2 separate regions of the Hordeum vulgare genome follow, and region 1 is linked to region 2. A link is a contact called in public Hi-C data. All regions are on one chromosome and are shown on one strand. The core of a region is the stretch at or near the end of the contact, and the rest is flanking DNA. Distances in the headings are between cores, read along the strand shown. Region 1 holds the start of LOC123442726. Region 2 holds the start of LOC123442719 (protein WVD2-like 7).

Region 1 (6,490 bases), core at 3,313-5,812, 180 kb before region 2:
CATGGGAAACAAAAAATTTCCTACACACACGAAGACATATCATGGTGATGTTCATCTACGAGAGGGAGATTGGATCCACATACCCTTGTAGATCGCTAAGCGGAAGCGTTAATAAACGCGGTTGATGTAGTGGTACTTCTTCACGATATGTCCCACGAACCATCCCACGATCCATCCCACGAACCGTCTCGCGATCCGTCCTACGAGCCGTTCTGATCAAGTGCCAAACGGACGGCACCTCCGCGTTCAGCACACGTACATCTCGATGACTATCTCGGCCTTCTTGATCCAACAAGAGAGACAGAGAAATAGATGAGTTCTTCGGCAGCGTGATGGCGCGCCGGTGGTGGTGATGATCTACTCCTGCAGGGCTCCGCCCGAGCTCCGCAGAAATCTGATCTAGAGGAAGAACTACGTGGTATAGGTTTGAATTGCACATGGCAAAGTTATGTCTCAAAAACCCTAAAACCACCAATATATATAGGAGGAGGGGAGGGGCTAGCCTTGAGGCTCAAGGGAGCCTCAAGGGCGCTGGCCAAGGAGGAGGAGGTGGACTCCCACCCCAATTCGGTTTGGGGGAAGGAGTCCACTCCTTCCTTCCCACCTCCCTCTTTCCTTGTTTTTCTTTTTTCCTTTGGTATTTTTCTCTTGTGGCGCCATAGCCCTCTTGGGCTGGCCTCACCAGCTCACTAAGGGCTGGTGCGCCACCCTAGTGCTACTGGGCTCACTTCCGGGTGGGTGAGCCCCTCCCGGAGAATACCCAGAACCCATCTGTCACTCCCGGTACACTGCCGGTAATGCCCGAAATCTTTCCGATGACCAAATGAAACCATCCTATATATCAATCATCGTTTCCGGACCATTCAGGAAACCCTCGTGATGTCTGTGATCTCATTCGAGACTCCGAACAACCTTCGGTCACCTACACATATAACTCAACTATACTAAAATATCATCGAACCTTAGGTGTGCAGACCCTGCGGGTTCGAGAACTATGTAGACATGACCCGAGACACTCCTCGGTCAATATCCAATAGCGGGACCTAGATGTCCATATTGGATCCTACATATTCTACGAAGATCTTATCGGTTGAACCTGTGTGCCAAGGATTCATATAATCCCGTATATCATTCCCTTTGTCCTTCGGTATGTTACTTGCCCGAGATTTGATCGTTAGTATCCCTATACCTATTTCAATCTCGTTACCGGCAAGTCTCTTTACTCGTTCCGTAATACAAGATCCCGTGACTTACACTTGAGTCACATTGCTTGCAAGGCTTGTATGTGATGTTGTATCACCGAGTGGGCCCCGAGATACCTCTCCGTCACACGGAGTGACAAATCCCAGTCTTGATCCATGCTAACTCAACGGACCCCTTCGGAGATACCTGTAGAGCATCTTTATAATCACCCAGCAACATCGTGACGTTTGATACACACAAGGTATTCCTCCGGTGTTAGTGAGTTACATGATCTCATGGTCATAGGAATGAATACTTGACACGCAGAAAACAATAGCAACAAAATGACACGATCACATGCTACGTTTATAATTTGGGTCTTGTCACCGCGCATGGTGCACCGTAACCCACCGTACGCTCGGATTGAAAAAGGCCGACCGTGGTCGCTGACGTGTGGGCCCGAGGATGGTGGCCGTCATAAATTATGTTGTCCGCGGTGGTTGGGGCGGACAACGAAAGGGCGCACGCACGTCCGCGCCGACGCATTTCAGTTCCAAATTTGAACCGAAAATGGGTCGGCACGGACGCGAAGCAGACGCGTTTTGACCATAGATCTGTTGGGCCATCATTTTTGTCCGCACCGGCCCAAACGAACGGCGACGGACGAAATGGGTCGCCCCATTGAAGTTGTTCTTATTTCCGCAGCCTGTTCCGGCTATCCATAGACTCATACGAGCCTTTCCCCGAGCCCCTAAAAATATACTGGTGCTCCCTAACCTTTCCATTGCTTGGATCGCTGTCGGAATCACCGAGTTCGTTGACGGCCGAAGCTCACCGCTGCAGGAGTGCTTACGTCCTTCACCATCCAACCACCTCCTAGTGAGATACGGGTACAGGCATGCTTGTCCTTCACCATCCATCCTCCGTCATCTCCCAACTCCGTCGCGGTCTTTACGTCGGCCAGTCGTCATTGGTGAGTCGTCGTTCTCGGTTTCCCTCCTTCTCTCCTTAAATCTGACAGGATGTCCCTACCCGCCAGCCTCTCAGCCTCCTCCCGAAGCATTTTCTAGTGGAGACGTATGTGCAAAATACGCGTTCGACATGGCCTCTCGAGTTATTTTCTGAAATTCTATTCAGATTCATTTTAAGTCCAGTTTGACCAGAACTTTGACCGTCCATTTCTCCTAATTTAGAAGTTCAAATGAGCTGATTCATTTTGATGTATTTTTCTTTTGAGCTCCTTTTTTCTGGTAGAATTTGGCATTTTTGCATGTTATCTAGAATCCGTGCACAGAGAAATTGCTTTATGTGGTATTTGCATCTTTATGTGGTATTTGCATCTGCTTGTTATTAATGTTTTTCCATAGGTTTAGTTGTGTGTGAAGATCATGAGTATTTCAGCACTCCCTTGGATTAAGGCAAGCCACAATCCTCCATTTGCATGATTGAATGCAATGCCATAGTTAAATTAATAATTTTGCCCTAGTCTTAATTATTTAGAAATGGTTTATTAATGACATTCTTTGAGGGATTACTTGGTTAGGCCATTGCCATGATTATGATTGGATTCATATGTGTAGTATCTTGCAAGTTTGAGGATGCCGTGTTAACATGGGATTAGTAGGATCAATAGTTATGTTTTCATTATGATCATGAGATACCTTGAGAATATTTGGAATTATATTTGCGGAATAGTAGGACTGACATGATGATATTATTTGTTGGATTGTTAGCTTGATATTTCCATGTTACCACTGGATTAGTGAAGTCAGTAGATATATTTTCTTATGATCAAATATATTATTGTTTATGGAATACGTGGAAATGGTATGGCTATAGTACTCTTTCGATTTTTGGTGGAATATTTTCATGAATTGGATCACATGTTGATAAGTGGTATTTGAGTAATAGTTATGGCAGGGTTATACCTTGGGGATAAATTCCGTTTGGTCAGGTGCCACTAAACCGGACTACTTAGTGCAGCCACATATGTCTTTTATGAGGATGACTCACTTTGTTTGTGGATGTGCTAATTCTTCCTTATGATCCTAGTAGTGTTATCACTAGAGTTTTCCTGGTAGATTCAAAGGTGCGATTGTTGTAGGAGTGCAAATGTCAGAATAATGCATGTTTCAAGAATGTTTATCCTTATGATCCTAGTAGTGTTATCGCTAGAGTTGTCGACTGGGTTTTGGAATGGGTTGCAGAGACGAGCACTACGGGACACATAAGTCAGAGGTGCAAAATTGTACTTGCAGGTGGCTTCTCAAACATATAGCGGAAAGATAGATTGGTGTTGATGGTGCTTAGGATCCCCGGTTGATGCTCTTGGATATTGCTAAAAGAATTATTGGCGGTGCTAGTAGATTTTTATGGTTGTACTCTAGTATTTTTACATGTGATTGTGTTGCTGGCTGCAATGATAGAACGATCGAGTCTATCTAACTTGGGAATTTGGGAAGCAAGTCCACGCGTTGTATTTTCTGGTAAAGTAAAAAACGAAAGATCAACCACTGTAATTAAACATGGGAATGGTTATTAAAAAAGCGGGTGTAACGGTTCGGTTATTAGTTCAGGTTTGATTGGTTAAGGTTTTATTGGGTGAGCTTTTTTAGTTTGATTTTGGTTTGGGTATGTAGAGAAACCAGTTTGGGTGTAGTTGGTTATGGGTTTAAACAGTTTGGTTATAAACGGTTATAAACTATGGGTCCAAAGCGGTTTATAGACATTGGTTATGTGCAATAATACCAACGATGATCGAGAACGAATATCTTTAATCCGCATGCATGTTGTAATGCACTGTGTAATTATGTATTATAGAGAAATATCACATGAAAATCGAAAGTGTTTGCTTGTGCTTCGACTAAGTAGTTTTGTTTTAATACACTTGTTAGTGAGCTATTGAGACGTGGGCATTTTTTTGTCCTTTGTTGTGTGTTGAATGTATCTGAAGGATAACTTTGTTCACAAACTGTTGTAGATGCACTTATGCCTTTTTATCTCATTTGCTTGTTAATTTGTCAATTTATGCAATTGTATGTATATTAAAACAAAGACATAGTTATGTACGGGTTTTAAACCCACGGTTATGTATTGGGTTTAAGTTGGTTTGGGTTAAAAAATAATGGGTTTAGTTTTGATTGAGCTGAAAATAACATTAAATGGGTATGGTTTAAATATGGTTTTGAAAGATAAATGTATGGATATGATTTAAGTATGAAATCATTTTCAAGTTTAACTGTAATACACCATGGATGTGTAGCCTTGCAGACTTGCACCCAGGCCAGATAAAAGATCTTTTCGGAAGATGAAAGTCGCTTTCCACGCTTATGAAATCCGCCTTCAGAACCGAGAAACACCCATTCACTCCACTCGATCAGCCTCGCGCTCGTGCGGCTCCACACTACTCCGCACCTCCACCCCGACCCCGGCGGCGGCACCGTCCCCTCCCACCGACATGTGGGCCCTCAACCTGAAGGCCGGCGGGCCGTGCCTCACGCCGGTTCGCTCCGCCCCCGCCGCTCGGGCCGGGAAGCCCTTCGCCGCTGCCGCCGGCAAGGCGGGCCCGTGGTCCGCGTGGCGGAGGCGTGGCCCGGCGGTGAGGCCGCTCGTGGCGGTGCGCGCGTCGGGGCGGAGAGGCAAGGGCGGGGCCGGCGGTGGCGGCGGCGACGACGAGGAGGCCGAGAGCAAGGCATCCCCTTTCGGTGAGGCCCTCTCCATCTGTTGCTTCCCGATGCGAGCTGGTGCACAAAGTAGAACCGGAAATTGTGTGGCCTTTGTTGTGCGATTGGACTTGGAAAAGCTTTTCCTTATGGTCTGATGCCGTCGGGGGATTGAAGGCGACCGTAGTACAATCGGTGCCATTTTTGCAGATTGCTGCTGATTCCGGGGAAGGTTAGCCGACGAGTGAAAGCTGGGGATTCGGGTCTAGTTAGTAAAATTTGAAGAGTAGCTCTGCCTGACCCGTGTGCAATGGAACTGTTCCTGATGCTATTGGCTTCAGATGGAAATTCGGAGAATCGGTGTTGATTCTGGTGTAACTGGTGGATGAACCTTGGAACCATTGTGCACCCTAGGCCCAGGCATGGTTTCGTGTTTAGAGTTGTTGATGAATTGATCTACATATTGAATTGTGAGGTGTGGTACTATTGTCTGTATGGATTTTCCCCCAATTGCAGAGTTCCACTGTCCATATTCTTTGATAGCTTGGCTACTTGAAGTCAACACAAAGAAAAACACCATCAGGTGCTGAGCTTTTCAAGTGAAAGTAGTGGATGGGGAAACTTTAGGTTCTCCAGTATTGGCTATATTAAATTAGAGTTCATTCATGGTGCGGTGTTTTTACGTGTTGTTGCGAAAGTGTCAACCAGAATGATGGCTTGGCCTCATTTGCGTCGCCTCTTCATGCAGGAAGTGGTGATGCATCTGTTCCAACAGGAGATAGCTCTGGCGGATTGAACAAACCACCTGATGAATCAAAATCCACCGAGCCAATTAATATTTCAAACAGCAATTACTGGAGAGACGTCAGAGCAAACCTTGTGCGTCGGGAACAGGTGAGGGTGGCACATTCGTAGTGACAATCCATAGAGCTCATAAATTTTCTTTAGGTTCTAATAAACCACAAATTGCATGTATTTAGGCAATCTGGACATTTATGATCACTTGCTGACATTACTCATTTTCTGCCAAGAAAATTAGGAACAGTGCATTGATCTTAGCTACTTTCACTGGTTGTATAATGTATTTTTTGTCTATATTGATACCGACATCTGTTATGGATGATATTGATGAAACGGTGCTGTACTAGTATACTCTGAAGAAGATGTAAATGCACAATGTCTTCAATTAGGTGTTGCATTAAAACATGACTTATTCTAGAAACTTATGCTTTCCGTTATTACTTGATATAGTGGTTCTCAAATGTAAGGTTCCAAAAAGGTATCCGTGCGAAAAGTTTTAGAAGAATTACGCAAATGGATCTTCTCTGGTAACTTATGCAGTACTATGTTGGATCAAGATTTTGTCAGATAAGCTGTTATTTCTCAAACCTTGTTACATTTACTTTAAATACCTTTTAAGAGAATTTCAAATTGTTATTAGCACAGAGCTAAAATTCTTGAAAAGAAAAGAGAAGCAAAGCAAGTATCTTCTAACCAACTTGGGTTATACATATCATATCTGTTTTTTTTTCTGCTTTACTATTTAAATCCTTGGATCAGGAGCTATTGGTAGATCCAAGTGTTCCTGCAGAGTCAAAGGCGTCCTCCGGAGAAGTACTACACCAGCTTCCTCAAAAGTGGGCTCA
Region 2 (6,046 bases), core at 2,536-5,035:
AATGAATGAGTGATTCAATCAACAAGCTGAGAAAGAATAAGCAATTGAGTGATAACATTTAATGAATGAATGATTCAATCAACAAGTTAAGAAAGAATAAGCATAACTTATGATGTCCTCTGCCACGTGTAATGACCACCTTGCCTCCAGCTGAGCAAGGGGGAGAAGTGACATATTGGAAGAAAACGGAGCCGAGAGGGCAGATTTAATGGTCTAAGGTGTTAGAGTCTAACCTGACTGCTATCCGGACTCCCGCAACATCCCCCTCCCTCCCCCCTCCACACTTTGTCTTCACTTTATGAGAGAAGGTGTGTTTGTATCGCCGAGCGGACCGATACACGTTCGGGTTGTATGGCTTCCGCGATTCAGACCACACGGTCCGAATGTATGCATGTGGTCTGAGGGTCGACTTTGGAGATGCCCTTGTGCATTGTATGAATGGCAAAACTCTAGGCATAGGATTTGACGAACAATCCTTGAATACACATCATAGCGACGACGACAAGCAAATCAAAAAATGTGTTGCTTATCATAAAAACCAAATATATGTAATAGACATCCATTACTAAAGACGTTAAAGCGATATAGATGGTGCATCTAGGCACCAAGTACTTAGAAGAGCAAGTGACTTTATTTTTTTCTAGAAAATCTAACCACCAAATAGTTCGATCCATGTTCTTAAACTAAAGTTTTTTAAGTGAAACAAGCTACGAAGATTAAAAAATACAATTGCTAGGGAAAACGACAACTTTTACTCTTGTAGTTCTGTTTTAGTCGGTACATATTTACACGGTATACTAACATCGTAATGTCTAAATAGCATGCCGTATTATGTATTATGATATTGCAAAACCCTATACCAAGAATATGACGCACAATTCTTAAGTAGACACTGAAGTGAGGACGATCTTCTTTCATATTGTAGGCAAATCGAGAAAGTCTTGATCAAACTACTGATCCCTTTTTGTGGTTGCTACTCCCTGTGTAAGAGATACAAAACCTTTTTTTATGTAGTTGGCTAAAAAAAAGTCCTATATTTTTGTTACAAAGGGAGTTTTTTTTGTTTGCCGATCAAACTACTGATCCCTTTTTGTGGTTGCTACTCCCTGTGTAAGAAACACAAAAACTTTTTTTATGTAGTTGGCTACAAAAAAAGTCCCATATTTTTGTTACAAAGGGAGCTTTTTTGTTTGCCAAATATGTTGCATGTCATCTATAAAAATCAAATATGCACAACAAGCAACCGCTATAGAAGACAATGTTGACATAATGTAGAAGGCGCATGGGTTGTCGTGTTGCTGCCCTCTCTCTACCTCTCTCTATATATAGGAGGAAGGGAGGAGGGGAGGGCACCCTAGCGTTACCCCTAGGGGCCGGCGGCCAAGGGGTGTGGTGGTGGCGGCTAGGGTTGGGGTGGCCCCTCCCACTAGGGTGCTTTGCCACCCAAGTTGGGCTCGTGGGCGCCCTAGGGTGAGGACCCCTCCCTTTGGTGAAAGTGGGCCGAGGTGCGGGGTGGCTCCCAGCCCTCTGGTGGGCTGCGGTGCCCACTCCCCTTGGCCCATGAGGCTCCCAACAATTGTCGGGGGCTCCTGAAACTCCTTTCGGTATTCCGTCACTTCCTTGGTGTGTTCCGGAACACTTCTGGACTTCGATGAACTTCATCCTATATATCAGTCTTCACATTCGGAGCATTCTGGAGTCCCTCATCACGTCCGGGATCTCATCCGGGACTCCGAGCAACCTTCGGTCACCAACATAATGACTTGACTATGCTCATATCGTCACCGAACCTTAGGTGTGTAGACCCTGCGGGTTCGAGAACTATGTAGACATGACCGAGACACTCTCCGATCAATAACCAATAGCGGGACCTGGATGCCCATATTGGTTCCCACATATTCTACAAAGATCTTTATCGATCGAACCTCGACGTCAAGGATTCAGTTAATCCCGTATGTAGTTCCCTTTGTTTATTGGTATGTTACTTGCCCGAGATTTGATCGTCGGTATTTCCATACCTAGTTTAATCTCATTACCGACAAGTCTCTTTACTCGTTCCATATTACAAGATCACGTGGCTAACTCTTTAGTCACGTTGCTTGCAAGCTTGTTGTGATGTTGTATTACCGAGTGGGCCCTGAGATACCTCTCCGACACATGGAGTAATAAATCCTAGTCTTGATCCATGCCAACTCAACTGACACCCTCGTAGATACCTGTAGAGCACCTTTATAGTCACCCAATTACATTGCGACATTTGATACACACAAGACACTCCTCCGATGTCAGTGAGTTACATGATCTCCTGGTCATAGGAACAAATACTTGACATGCAGAAAACAATAGCAATAAACTGACACGATGACATGCTATGTTCATTGTTTGGGTCTTGTCCATCACATCATTCTCCTAATGACGTGATCCGGTTATCAAATGACATCTCATGTCTATGGCCGGGAAACTTTGACCATCTTTGATCAACGAGCTAGTCCATTAGAGGCTCACTAGGAACACGGTATTGTCTATGTACCCACACATGTATTTGAGTTTTCAATCAATACAATTCTAGCATGGATAATAAACGATTATCATGAAAAAGGAATATAATAATAACCACTTTATTATTGCTTCTATGGCATATTTCCAACAGCAACAACCTCCTAAGGATTCTGGGGGCGGAGGAGAATGCACACCAAGACTTCGATACGCACATGTAGCGGCACAACGACCTGTACGACACCCGTGGCATGATCATCTTCGCGAGGAGGTCAACGGGGTGGCTTGCCGCCAGCTGCTGCTTCTTTTGCCTCCTCCTCCTCTTGGGCACCCTGCATCTATTCTACCGCCACATGTACCAGAAGGAGCTCCTCCCGGTTGTGAGGCATGGTGAGCCCGCTGCCAAGAATGTGTAAGGGTGGGCCAGCTACCTCCTCACCGCCGACGTGCCATGCACCTTCTCCATCCCCTCGGTAGACTTGTTGGGTGCCTCCATTAGGGTTGACGAGGCACCGTGAGAGTGATGGGTAAAAGGGATACGCGGGCCTCAGCTAGTGGCCGGCCTAATTTACCAGATTGCAACAATTTTTTCACGGGAGTAGCTGCCCTTTAGGACAGTCAACCTACTAAGCAGTAAAACATGGAGTAACAACACAATTCAACGACCAAAAATAGCCCTGGCGTGTGATGTGATAGCGTGAAAAGAAGAGGGCGTGAGAGGGTTGGGATTTGGCTCGGTTATATTGTCCTAAATAGCCGATAGTTTATGTTGCTCGCACCTAACTTACCTGGTTATGTGGCCGTTGTTGTATCGGTTTTTGTCCGGTTTTCGCAATTAACTACGTAATTCTGTTCTGCTTATTTAATAGATGAGACAATTTTTACCTCTCTTTAAAAAAAACAACTCGCACTACATAATACTCCCTTCCTTTTTAAATACAATAAGTTTTTGAAAAGTTTTACTATGAACTACATACGGACGTATATAAACATATTTTAAAGTATACATTCTTTTATTGTGCTATGTACGCAGTTTTTAATAAAATATGTAAAAGACTTGTATTTAGAAACGGAGAGAGTAATTCAAAGACGAGAAAAATGAAATAACATGGTCTTTTTTTTTTAAAGAGAGAAGGGGGGGGGGGGGGGGGGGGGGGAGTAGCCCTCTTGGCCCCAACGGTTAGTAAAACTTGACACTCACACTGGACTGTCGTCCCCGCTAACACCCACCAAATCCGGCCCCAAGTACGCAAGGAAAGAATCCCTCCCCCGCTCCCCTCCCCTCCCCGTCGCAGCAATAAACGCCGCCGTACATTGCCATCCGCTACCACCAGCCGCGCGGTAGAAACAAATCAAATCCACGACAGCCACCCCTCTCTCCCAACCGTAGGGCAAAGCCAGAGCAGCAGCAGCAGAGGGCACGGGCCGCTCGCCACAGCCCACAGTTCTTGCTCCCGCGGGCGGTTCCTCCCCCGGATCTGAGGCGCCGCGCTCGCCGGATCGCCGCCCGGTTCCAGGCAGGGGCTGAGTTCCCGCCCGTGCTCCACGGCGGGGGCCTGTCCGAGCCGCCAGCATCTCGTGCCACCACTCCCCCGCAGCTACACTTTCCCTTCTCCTCTCCACCATCTTGTACTACCTTTCTTTCCTCTTGCCCCTGGCCTACCCTATAGGCTCCACTCCGACCCAATGCGGGTCTAGAGTCTCCCCCGCAGTGCGCCGCCGCTGTGCCCTAAGGCTTCCTTCCTTCCGCCTCGCCGTCCCGCTGTTCTGCCTCGTCGCTGCACAGCCGCCCTGCCGTGCTGCCTCCACTCCACTGCACTGCGCCCTCGATCTTGTGCGTCGGTTTTTGAGGTATGAGCTTTTTATTCTTGCCAAATGTGATTTTACTTGCTTAAACCCAACCTAATCCGCGCAAATTCTGGGCGCGTACCCGGCACACCACCTAGATCCGGCCCTAATTTGGCAAGGGCGTAATCTCCGGCGTGGTTTCTGAAAAATCCCTTCAAAAGTTTCTAGATTTGGTCGTGATTTTCTTGCAAGTCCATACCGGGGGTAGGGTTTTCAGCAGTTGAACGACCATTCGTTCTAGCAGTTCCCCTGCGGTGTTTTGGCGTAAGTTCTTTGCGTTTTTTTTTTTGATTTATCACCCGTATGCTCCAGTTTCAAGAACATATCTTGGGTATTTTAGGGTAAAATAACGCAATCATTTCCCGCGGGGTTACGTTTGCTTGTTTGACTGGATGTCGAATGCACAAATTTCGTGTTGGTGGCATGTTGTCTTCCGAAGGTAGGTGTCAAGGGCCCAACGGTGCAGTTGGAGGTGATCACGGCTCATGAATTCATTTGCTGCGATGGAAATTATTGGTTCCAAAATAGTGGACTTGGGGGATAACCACTTTCAGCACAGGATGATTGGTGATATTGTGTTTAAGTTTTTAGCCTTAGTTTTTTACTAGTAGATAGAATCTGATTCTTCCTTGCTACTAGGAGTAGATAGACCTGTTCTTGTCAGAGATGCCACTAGGTGCAGGGTGGTCAGCCGTGTTTAGAGATTTTCCAGTGACCTAGCTCCGAATATCTGATCCTGAATTTTCTGAAAAACCACCAGATAATTCTAAAAAACAGTAGGTGACTCTTGTTAGTATCTTCTTGACTGCCTAAATGAAGCTTCAGGTATATCTTTCTACTTGTGCTTATGGCTGGTTTGGTTTTGCAGGAATTGTAGTTTAATGAATTAGGCACACAATATACTATGGCAACAGAGGTCAATCAAAACTGTTTTGCATGGCCGCATGAGGAATCATCTGGACAGGATAGTTCTCAGGTAATATCACTTCCATAGTATCATGGTATGTATAATTGCAGACAAAGAATTTACTTGGAGTATAATAAAAGGGCCAATTTCCATGGTAATTATGACTTGTATTTTTGTATTATGTTACGTAGGCCTGCCCGGTAAGAACCTTCATTTTTTATCAATTATCAATATATATTATGATGCTCAGTCAAAGTAAAGATTGATAGTAGATCTATGAACTGGCAAGTGCCTATCTACCTGATGCAACTAAAATTGCTAGAAAATCCATGCTAACTACTACTCCCTCCGTATCATAACATATGACGTTTTAGCAGTTCATTTGAGCTGCTAAAACGTCATATATTATGATACAGAGGTAGTAGAAGACATCTCTGTAAATAGTTAGTAGTCTGAACCAGGGTTTTTAATAGCTAACAGTTTCCATTTGTAAGTGAAGAATCAATACTTTGTCAATAATCTCACTCTTCTTTTATCTTGTTACTTCTGCCCTTAGGGAACAACACAAGTGTTTGACCATGGTTCCATATCTTTTGGAAGATTTGATTTGGAATCGCTAGCATGGGAAAAGTGGTCTGTTTTTACCAATGACAGACGCACTGAGGAGTTTGTTAAATTCAATGGATTAGTTGCTAAGAAGAAGGCATACTTTGAAGAATACTTTAAGAGGATTAGGGAGCTAAAGGCTTTAGAACAACAAAATCAACAAACTGAACTGAATCTAGAGTACAGTGG

What was found. A called contact is a pair of places that touch in the nucleus more often than the background predicts.
Region 1: a contact with region 2 is called in a Hi-C map of seedling, with 2.2 times the contacts expected there. The contact joins the promoter of LOC123442726 here to the promoter of LOC123442719 in region 2. A contact is called at or near these places in 2 of 6 Hi-C or Micro-C datasets (leaf and seedling) and 1 of 1 datasets of contacts at active chromatin or transcription factors (embryo).

Annotation. Positions count from the first base shown.
Region 1 is chr1H:428,675,264-428,681,753 of MorexV3_pseudomolecules_assembly, reverse strand. LOC123442726 reads left to right here and starts at 4,562. Exons shown (of 3, transcript XM_045118856.1): 1 at 4,562-4,886; 2 at 5,593-5,738; 3 at 6,405-6,490. The coding sequence starts at 4,640.
Region 2 is chr1H:428,490,496-428,496,541 of MorexV3_pseudomolecules_assembly, reverse strand. LOC123442719 (protein WVD2-like 7) reads left to right here and starts at 3,785. Exons shown (of 10, transcript XM_045118843.1): 1 at 3,785-4,347; 2 at 5,213-5,320; 3 at 5,808-6,046. The coding sequence starts at 5,249.